Regions from separate parts of the Sus scrofa genome. Here region 2 is linked to region 1. The links are chromatin contacts, called in public HiChIP or PLAC-seq maps. All regions are on one chromosome and are shown on one strand. The core of a region is the stretch at or near the end of the contact, and the rest is flanking DNA. Distances in the headings are between cores, read along the strand shown.

What was found. HiChIP or PLAC-seq counts read pairs in DNA pulled down with a chosen protein or histone mark.
Region 2: an H3K27ac HiChIP or PLAC-seq map of skeletal muscle shows a contact between it and region 1. The contact joins two enhancer-like sites. A contact is called at or near these places in 1 of 47 Hi-C or Micro-C datasets (heart right ventricle) and 1 of 2 datasets of contacts at active chromatin or transcription factors (skeletal muscle).

What each region holds. Positions count from the first base shown.
Region 1 is chr2:151,268,713-151,272,630 of Sscrofa11.1, reverse strand. CAMK2A (calcium/calmodulin-dependent protein kinase type II subunit alpha) reads left to right here. Exons shown (of 20, transcript XM_021085017.1): 14 at 2,244-2,284. Among named protein-coding and RNA genes, the nearest start is that of SLC6A7, 49 kb to the right of the region's middle. Within about 2 kb of position 1,845, at least 12 of the 83 cell types and tissues checked have an H3K27ac peak or open chromatin away from gene starts, as enhancers often do. A contact at or near this core is called in skeletal muscle, where this site is marked.
Region 2 is chr2:151,607,950-151,611,867 of Sscrofa11.1, reverse strand. The region is part of intron 3 of SYNPO (synaptopodin); the gene reads right to left. Among named protein-coding and RNA genes, the nearest start is that of MYOZ3, 26 kb to the left of the region's middle. Within about 2 kb of position 1,772, at least 13 of the 83 cell types and tissues checked have an H3K27ac peak or open chromatin away from gene starts, as enhancers often do. A contact at or near this core is called in skeletal muscle, where this site is marked.

The DNA of each region.
Region 1 (3,918 bases), core at 596-3,095:
CCTCGCTTAGGTGGCCTTTGCGACCAGGCCATGGCCACCTGTTCTCTGAGTGAGGAAGCAGAGGCTCGGGCAGGTTTAAACCCTGATTAGCCCCAGGTCACACTGCCTGAGGGATGCATGCAGGGCAGGGTTTTTTGTTTGTTGGTTTATTTGTTTGTTTTTGCTGCTTAGGGCTGCACCTGTGGCATATGGAGGTTCCCAGGATAGGAGTCGAATCTAAGCTGCTGGCCTACACCACAGCCACAGCCAGGTGGGATCTGAGCCGGGTCAACGACCTACCCCACAGCTCGCGGCAATGCAGGATCCTTTAACCCACTGAGCAAGGCCAGGGATCGAACACACGTCCTCATGGATACTAGTCAGGTTCTTCACCCGATGAGCCACAGCGAGAACTCCGCAGTGCAGGTTTGACCAGCCCCAGAGCAAGTGCCCTTCCTAGGCTGGGTCACCGATGCGTCCAAGGCGGGAGCCTTCGGCCTTGGCCTGTTAAGGCGGGGCGTCCTTGCGCCCGCAGCATGTGGCCCCGAAGAGAGAAGGGGAAGGGTTTAGCGCTGGGGCTTAGCGAGAAGCTCCCCTGGCACGGTGGCGAGTGCCGGGGCCAATGCCCGCCAGAGGCTTGGCTCTCGGGAGCCTGGGGAGGCTGACAGGGCAGCCGAGCAGATATAGCCAAGCTCACCCGAGGGGCCCTTGGGCTACCGTGGGCACAGGGCCCGTCCCACCACCAGGCCCGGCCTCTGGGAAGCTCCGGCCCTGGCTTTGCCGAGAGGGTCCATCTGCCCGTTTTACCAGCTGGGACAAGACCCGGGGCCAGGAAACTGCTGGAAGCTGGGCTTGGTGCTCTCTCCCCGACCCCTGCCCTGCCTTCCCCCCCGCCCCCAGACCAGGATCCTGCAGTTCCTTCAGCTGAAAGATGAGCCGCCCGGCAGGCAGAGGCTTTTTTTAACAACTGAAGCGCCTGGAGAACTCCAGTCCAGAGCTCACACCATGGGGTGTCTGGGTAGCTCCCCTCCCACCATGTGCCGGGGGGGCCAGTGGTGGTTAAAAAAATCATGGGGGGCAAGCGCTTAAAAGCCAGGAGATTTCATAGCAACTCCCAGATTTCTGACTTCTCCTGAAAGTCAGAATGTGTGGCCTCACGGGCCCCGCAGTGCCGGAGCAGCGGGCTGGGGCCACTTGGAGGCCGGAGGGGCAGGGAGGTCCCGAACTGGCCCACAGAGCCCGGGGGTGGGGGGACAGCCGTTCCTCTCGGCCTCGGGACCCAGGGGCACTCACTGCCCCCCGCCCCCAACTGCTTTGCAAGAGGGAACCTCGGTCTGAGAGGCCGAGGGGGCCCAGAGGTGGGAATGTGGTGACGGCCGGGGGGCTGAGCCCCGTCCTTCCACGCCTCGGGGGCGCCGACGCCCCGGGCCCCTCTCCTCCCCGGCTCGCCCTCCCCGGGCTGCCGGGACGAGGACCTTCCGTGGCGGCCGTTGACTGAGCATCTGCTGCGTACGCATCGGGAGCCGTGTCGGGAGCCGTGTCAGGCGCTTCGGAGATACCGTTGCGTTTCTCTCGAGGCCGTTTGCTTGGGGTCTGAAGCAGCCGGGGGCCCGGGCCCGGGCTGGGCATTCCTGCCCTTTCCCCCAAGGGCTCAGGCCGGGGGCGACCGGGAGGGCAGGGCAAGGAGGGCAAGTGTGGCCTCCCCGAGAGCTGTTGCTCGGCCGCCCCCGCGTGGGGCTCGGGGCTGGAGGCAGGGAGGCCTCTGCAGGGGAGGCTGCTCTGCAGGGGAGGCCCCAGACAGGGGGCACCTGCTTCTTCTCACGGGCGAAATGCGGCTCGCAGCTGTCGAGAGCGAGTGGGCAGGGCTGACACATGACCCACAGCAGCATGGGGCTAAAATTAGAGCGGGCCGGAGGGGAGGGAGCCGCCAGCCCCGGGCCGGGCAGCCGGGCCTCCGGGTTGGCCTCCAACAGCTCGGGGAGCGACCGGGCTCTAGAGGGAACCCCCAGACTGAAAGAGCAGCTCCACGGCCCCGGGACAGGCCAAGCACCCACCGCGGCCCATGGGGCCCGAGGGTCACACTTGAGATCGCTGCCAAGGCGGAGCCCAGCCCACCCGGGAAGGAAGAGGGCCCAGGAGGAGGCGTCCCCGCGTTGCCGGCCGGCCCCGTGCCTTCCGCTGCCCGTGGATGCTGCTCTTCCTGGCCCTGTGGGCCCTGGTGCCCTGCCTGGTGTTGCTAAGCCTCTACTTTTACTCCTCTGCAGGTGGGAAGAGTGGCGGAAACAAGAAGAATGACGGCGTGAAGGTAAGGCCCGGAGAGCTGGCAGGGCCTGCCTCCGGGGGCGCTTCCGCCCTCAGGGCCCGGCTGGCAGGGCCAGGGGCAGAGCCAGGCCTTGCTCGCGGTGTTCTGGGCAGGTTGGTCGCCCGGGCAGACCGGCGTCCCCAGACCCAGAGACCCGGGCTTCCGGGCCCCCGTTCCCGCCAGGATCGGGGCAGGGGGAGGGGAGGGCTGAGGAGCGGGGGAGAGGCAGGTGGCCTGGGGTTGGGGTGGCCCTAAGGACGGAGGCCGAAGGAGACTCTGTGGTTCTCCAGGGCTAGAGGGCTGGGGAGCTAGGGTGCAGAGAGGGCTGGGTGCCGGGAGCCGTGCCTCCCTCTTCCCGAGTGGGGGCTGGCGGCCCGGGGCCCCTGACCCGAGGCACGGCCTGTCCAGCCTACGAAGCCCACAGAGGATGGGCAGCCCAGCCTCTCGGCTTTGACATCCAGAGGCACCCATCCCCACGGAGGCCTGCCAGTTCAGCGCCAAGAATTCCGCCCCTCCCCGGACCCAGGCCGCCCTGTCCCACGCCTGCTGCCCGAGCCCCTTGCTCCACACCCGCCTGACATCCGTCCCCTCCCTCCGCTCGCCCTGCCCTCTGGGGCCTGGTCCCCGCTCTCCGCAGCTCCCTCCTCCCCTGCCACTGGCTCGCCTTGTGGGTTCTCCTCTCTTGAGACGCTGCCTTTTGCTGGGCTCGGACCCTGCCCAGCCAGGGCCCCAGGGCAAGGCTGTGCCCGGGACACTGAAAGCTGTGGCACGCTGTCCAAACACAGCCACCCAGGTGGGCCGGTGGCTTCATGGCTTGGTTTGTAGTGGTGTTTAGAGTCTCAGGCCCCTGTCTTGGTCTGCCGGGGCTTGGAGGGAGGGGAGCCGGGCTGTCTGCCTGAGGCCGGGATCTGGGCCCTGCTACTCTTAGGGCTTGAGGTTCCCCGTGGGTACAGTGGTGTGAAAGGGGGGTGAACCCATGACTTCCAAGATTTTGGCTTAAAGAAACAAGAATGAAATGGGGGCAGGCTCGTTCTTTAAGGCCTTAGCCTGCTGTGGCCCTCTTGGGCTGGCCAAGCAATAAAGCTCTTTTTCTCCTTAAAAAAAAAAAAAAAAAGTTTGGAGTTCCCATTGTGGCTCAGCAGAAAGGAATCTGACGAGCATCCATGAGGACGCAGGTTCGATCCCTGGCCTCGCTCCGTGGGTTAAGGATCCCGTGTTGTCGTGAGCTGTGGTGTAGGTTGCAACACCTGGCTTGGACCTGGCATGGCTGTGGCATAGGCCAGCAGCTGCAGCTCTGATTAGACCCCTAGCCTGACAACCTCCATCTGCCGTGGGTGTGGCCCTAAAAAGACAAAAAAAAAAAAAAGTTTTCCCTTCTCATCTTGGGTGCTTGAGGAGTCTGTAACTGTTCGGTTATGGGCCAAAGCTCGTGGTTTTCCAGTGGACTCCTGGGTCTGGGGAGGCGCCTCTGGCAGCAGGTGGGGACGATGGGAGAGGGGGCGGCCCAGGAGAGAAGGTTTGGGGCGTCTCCCGCCCACTGCAGACAAACAGCTCCGTGGACCATGGCAGTGGCGGAGAGCCTGGGTGAGCGGACAGCGGTTTTCCGCCCCCCCCCCCCGAGCCTGTACCCCTCATCG
Region 2 (3,918 bases), core at 523-3,022, 340 kb before region 1:
GACCAGCCCTGCCCCCAGAACTGCTGCCTTCCTCCTCGGTCCTGGTGCCGGGCCCCTTCAAGCCGGCGCCCAGGCCACCCCACCCGCCTCCCGTTCCCTCTTTGCGGTGAATAAATACAGGGTAGCTGGCTCCCCTCTTGGGTGTTTCATCTGGAAAACTCTGGAGCGAGAGGAGGATTCTATCGTTTTAATTAAAAACTTGTTTTTAAGTTTAAAAATGACTGTCTTAGAACAATGCTTCTCATACGTGAAATGTGCATAGCAATTACTCAGGGAGGTTGTTAAATTGCAGATTCTGATTCCGGGCTGGGGTGGGGCCTCCGTGTCTGTGTTTCTAAGAAGCTTCTGGGTAGTGCTGATCCTGCATCCAGGTTGCCCTGCGATCAGGACAGAAAACTGAGCGTCCTTCCCTGAAAACAGACGGAGGAACTGAGGCCCGGAAAGGAAAGGGGCCGGCCCGACGCGCCCGGTGGAGCTCCGGCCAGGGACGGTCCCGAGGGGCTCTGGGGTTGGGGGGTGCCGGGGGTGGAAGAGGGCACCGCCAGCGTTTCAGGGAGGCCATCCAGGGCCAGGCCTTCATTGGGCCAAAAGCTGAGCCTCCCGGGGTCCACGGGCCCCCACGGGGAATCCAGGGAAATAAGAATCTACCCAAACAGAGGCTCTCAGCTCCAGCGGCCAGGGTCCTCTGCCCACGGTCATGCCCTCACCAGCTCGCGTGAGGCAGGGGGACCCTCCTGGAAGGCAGGGTGCGACGGGGGGCCAGGAAAATGCACACCCGACCAGGGGGAGGCAGGTGAGGCCTGAACTCTCCTGCGGAGCGCTGGGGGTGGGGGGCCCGTGGCCCGCACCGCCAGGATGGGCGTCGGAGGGAAAGCAGGACAGAGAGGGCGAGAGCAGCCTCCCTCCTGGGCTCGGCCTCAAGCCCCTCTGCAGGCTTCGGCCCTCACTGTCCTCACGGTGGTTGCCTCACGGCCCCTGCAGGTTCTCAGACACGAGCCAAGCCCTCGCCCCAGGGCCTTTGCACCGGCTGCTGCCTTGCGAGACTCCTTTCCCGCACAGCCCTCGGGTGTCCCTTTCTGCCCACACTTCTCGGCCTCCAGGTCCGCTGATGGGTCTCAGGGCGGGCGCCTGTCCTCGAGGCCTCATTCCTCCGCCGCGGCCCCGCCACCTCCCTGCAAACTCTCATCAGCTTGTGATGCCGTCACTGTTTGTTTTAGGCCGGGCTGCCCTCCCCTCCCCCAGCGCAGGCACCTTGGCTCTCCCTCTCTGCTGCGTGCCGGCCCCGCGCCTAGGCTGTAGCCGGGCTCGGTAAACACCTGCTGACGGAAGGAGGGAAGAAACACTTGAAAACGCGGCTCACATCCACCTCCGAGGCCCCTGGGAGAAGGTGGGCAGGCCCCGGGCTTGCAAACCCTCTGGGTCTCACCCTCGGCTCTGTGCCACCCCAGCTGAAAGGCCCTCGCAGGCCGCCCCGCTTCTCCGGCCGGGTCTCCACACCGTCTGTCGGGCCTAAATGAGGCGGAACCGGTTCTGAAAGCAGGAGAGAGCTTTAACGGTAGCCCTGCTCTCTGTGTGAGGCCCAGAGAGGCAGAGGGCCTCATTGGAGGCCACACAGCCAGTGCGTGGTGACGCCAGACCCTCCGCACAGCCTAAAGCCGACAGGCCCACCCAGGCCCCGTGGGGGCACCATCTGCCGGAGGCCGGGTGGGGGTGGGGGGCAGAGGAGAGGCGGCTGCGAGCATCCAGCCTCAGGCCCAGAGCCAGGGTTGTGGTGGGCGGGGACCGGCAGCTGGGCACGGGGGAGCCAACTGGCACGAGCTGGGTGGTGGCAGGCCTGCTCGCCATGCGCGTGACAGGCTATTTTTTAATCAGCACCCTCCCCATCCCCCGATTTCATGTGCCCTCCCGAAGGGCCCCATATCAGGAATCACGTCCCAGCTGAGACCAGTGGGGATCGGGGGGTGGGTCCCCAAGGCCCAGAGTTTCAGGAAGCCCCTGTCTTCCTGAGCAGCCCAGAAGGCGGGGAGCCTGTGTGACCTTGGCCTGTCCCTGGGCCCTGTGACCTGGGCATCCCCCACAGGCATGGTGATGGACTCACGCCCCCTCCGCTGAGCTCAGTACAGCTCAGGCTCTTGGCATCCACTCCAGCTTCACGAGACCAACGACGCCCCCTCGTCAGGCCCTGGGAGAGCCTCCTGGGCCCGCAGCACCGCCCACTGACCCTCCCTGACAACAACGGAGGCGAGGACCAGAGGTCGATATCACTCCAGGGTCAGCCTCAGACCCCAGGCCCACTGAGGCTCCTTTCTGCCCCGAGGGCAGAGACGATGGGGAGCAGAGAGGAACAGCAGAGTCCGGGGCAGGCGGCATGGCCTTCCGGGCCCCGGGCACTCACCTGAAGCAGGGAGAGTGTGCCAAGCAGAGTGAAGCACATGGGCTTCGGGCCCGACGGCCTGGATTGGAAGCTGGCCAGTTACCAGCTGTGTGACCTTGGGAAGCTCACTGAACCTCTCCGTGCCTCTCTGGCCCCACCGGTAAAATGGTGCTAATACCAGGGCTGACTTCGGAGAGGGGTGAGAAGTCACAAGTAACCGTGAAGACTGGCTATTTTTTCAGAACTCTGGCTCTCACCTCTCAAATCCTTTAGTCTCCGGGAGACTTTACTCCAGAGGGTTACGCTGGAGAGTCTCAGGCCCACCCGCTGGCCTGTCCGGGCCTCACCGGCCCGCCCTTCCTGCCGCACCCTGGGGGCCGCCCCTCGGGCCAGCCCGTGGTTTGGGGTCCTTGGAGCTCTTTCACACCCACGATGGCCTCATATCCTCCCACGTCCATTTCCCAGCAGCTCAGGACGCAGCCCCAGCCCGGGAGGAAGCCAATGACCTGTCCAAGACCACCGGCCGGTAGCTAAGCGTGGCGGTGGAAAGTGTCCCCGCCTGAAGCGCGGGCCCCCCTCCTACCCGAAACATCCCGCAGCAACGAACGGAGATCGCAGGCCTGAGTTTTCTGCAGGGCTTCGCTATTTGAACAGGGATCCACACATGATCGTGTTATTTAGCACGTAATAGTTATTTTTTATCATCTCATTTAAATTTCAGAACAAGTGTAATAAGATAGGGTCTGTTATTGCTTCGATTTTCAAAGGTGGGGAAGCAAAAGCGAGGAGAGGTTATATAACACGCTCAGGATCCCGACGAGCCGGGAAGAGAAGCCAGGGCTCCAGCCGCAGGATCCGTGTGTTAGCCACGCAGGGCTCCGGCCAGCACGGCAGCCGACTGCAGCCCCGGAAGGCCGGGCAGGGCCGGCGCAGCCCTGCCCCGAGCGGAGAAGAGGAAGCCAGGAAGGTGGAATTTCAGGCAGCGGCCCGTGGGAAAGATTTCGCTCCGAGAGCGAGGGCTTTGGGGAGCCTCTGGAATCCCAGGGCCTGGAGGCCTCTCCACATGGACGCCTCGTCTGGCCGCACCGGGTCGGGACGGAGCCACCGTGTCCAGGGACAGTTCGCAAAAGACTCTGAGCTCACCCACGCGTGGCCCTGACTCGGCAGAGCCTGGCCGCCCCGTGACCAGACAGACGCAGGTCCTGGGTTGCTCTGGGTGGACAGAGATGAAGGCATGTCCATAACCCAAAGCCGATGCCCCCCGCGCCCGCCCCCGGCTCCTAGTTCAGACCGTGTACCATCCCCTGAAACGCGCTTCTCCCCAACCCAGTCCTGCCCGTTCCTCTAGGCCCAAGTTCTAGACTTGTCAACTCCACCAACCACGCCTTCAAATGCCATTCGGGTTTCGGTTCCAGTGTCCCCTCCTAAGAGAGGCCTTCCCTAACCACCAACATCAGGCAGTCCCTCCAGGCGCCTCCATCGTCGCAGCAGGGCTTTCCTTGGGTTTTCATGCTCCTCTTACTTATCTACGCGAAATGGTCTCG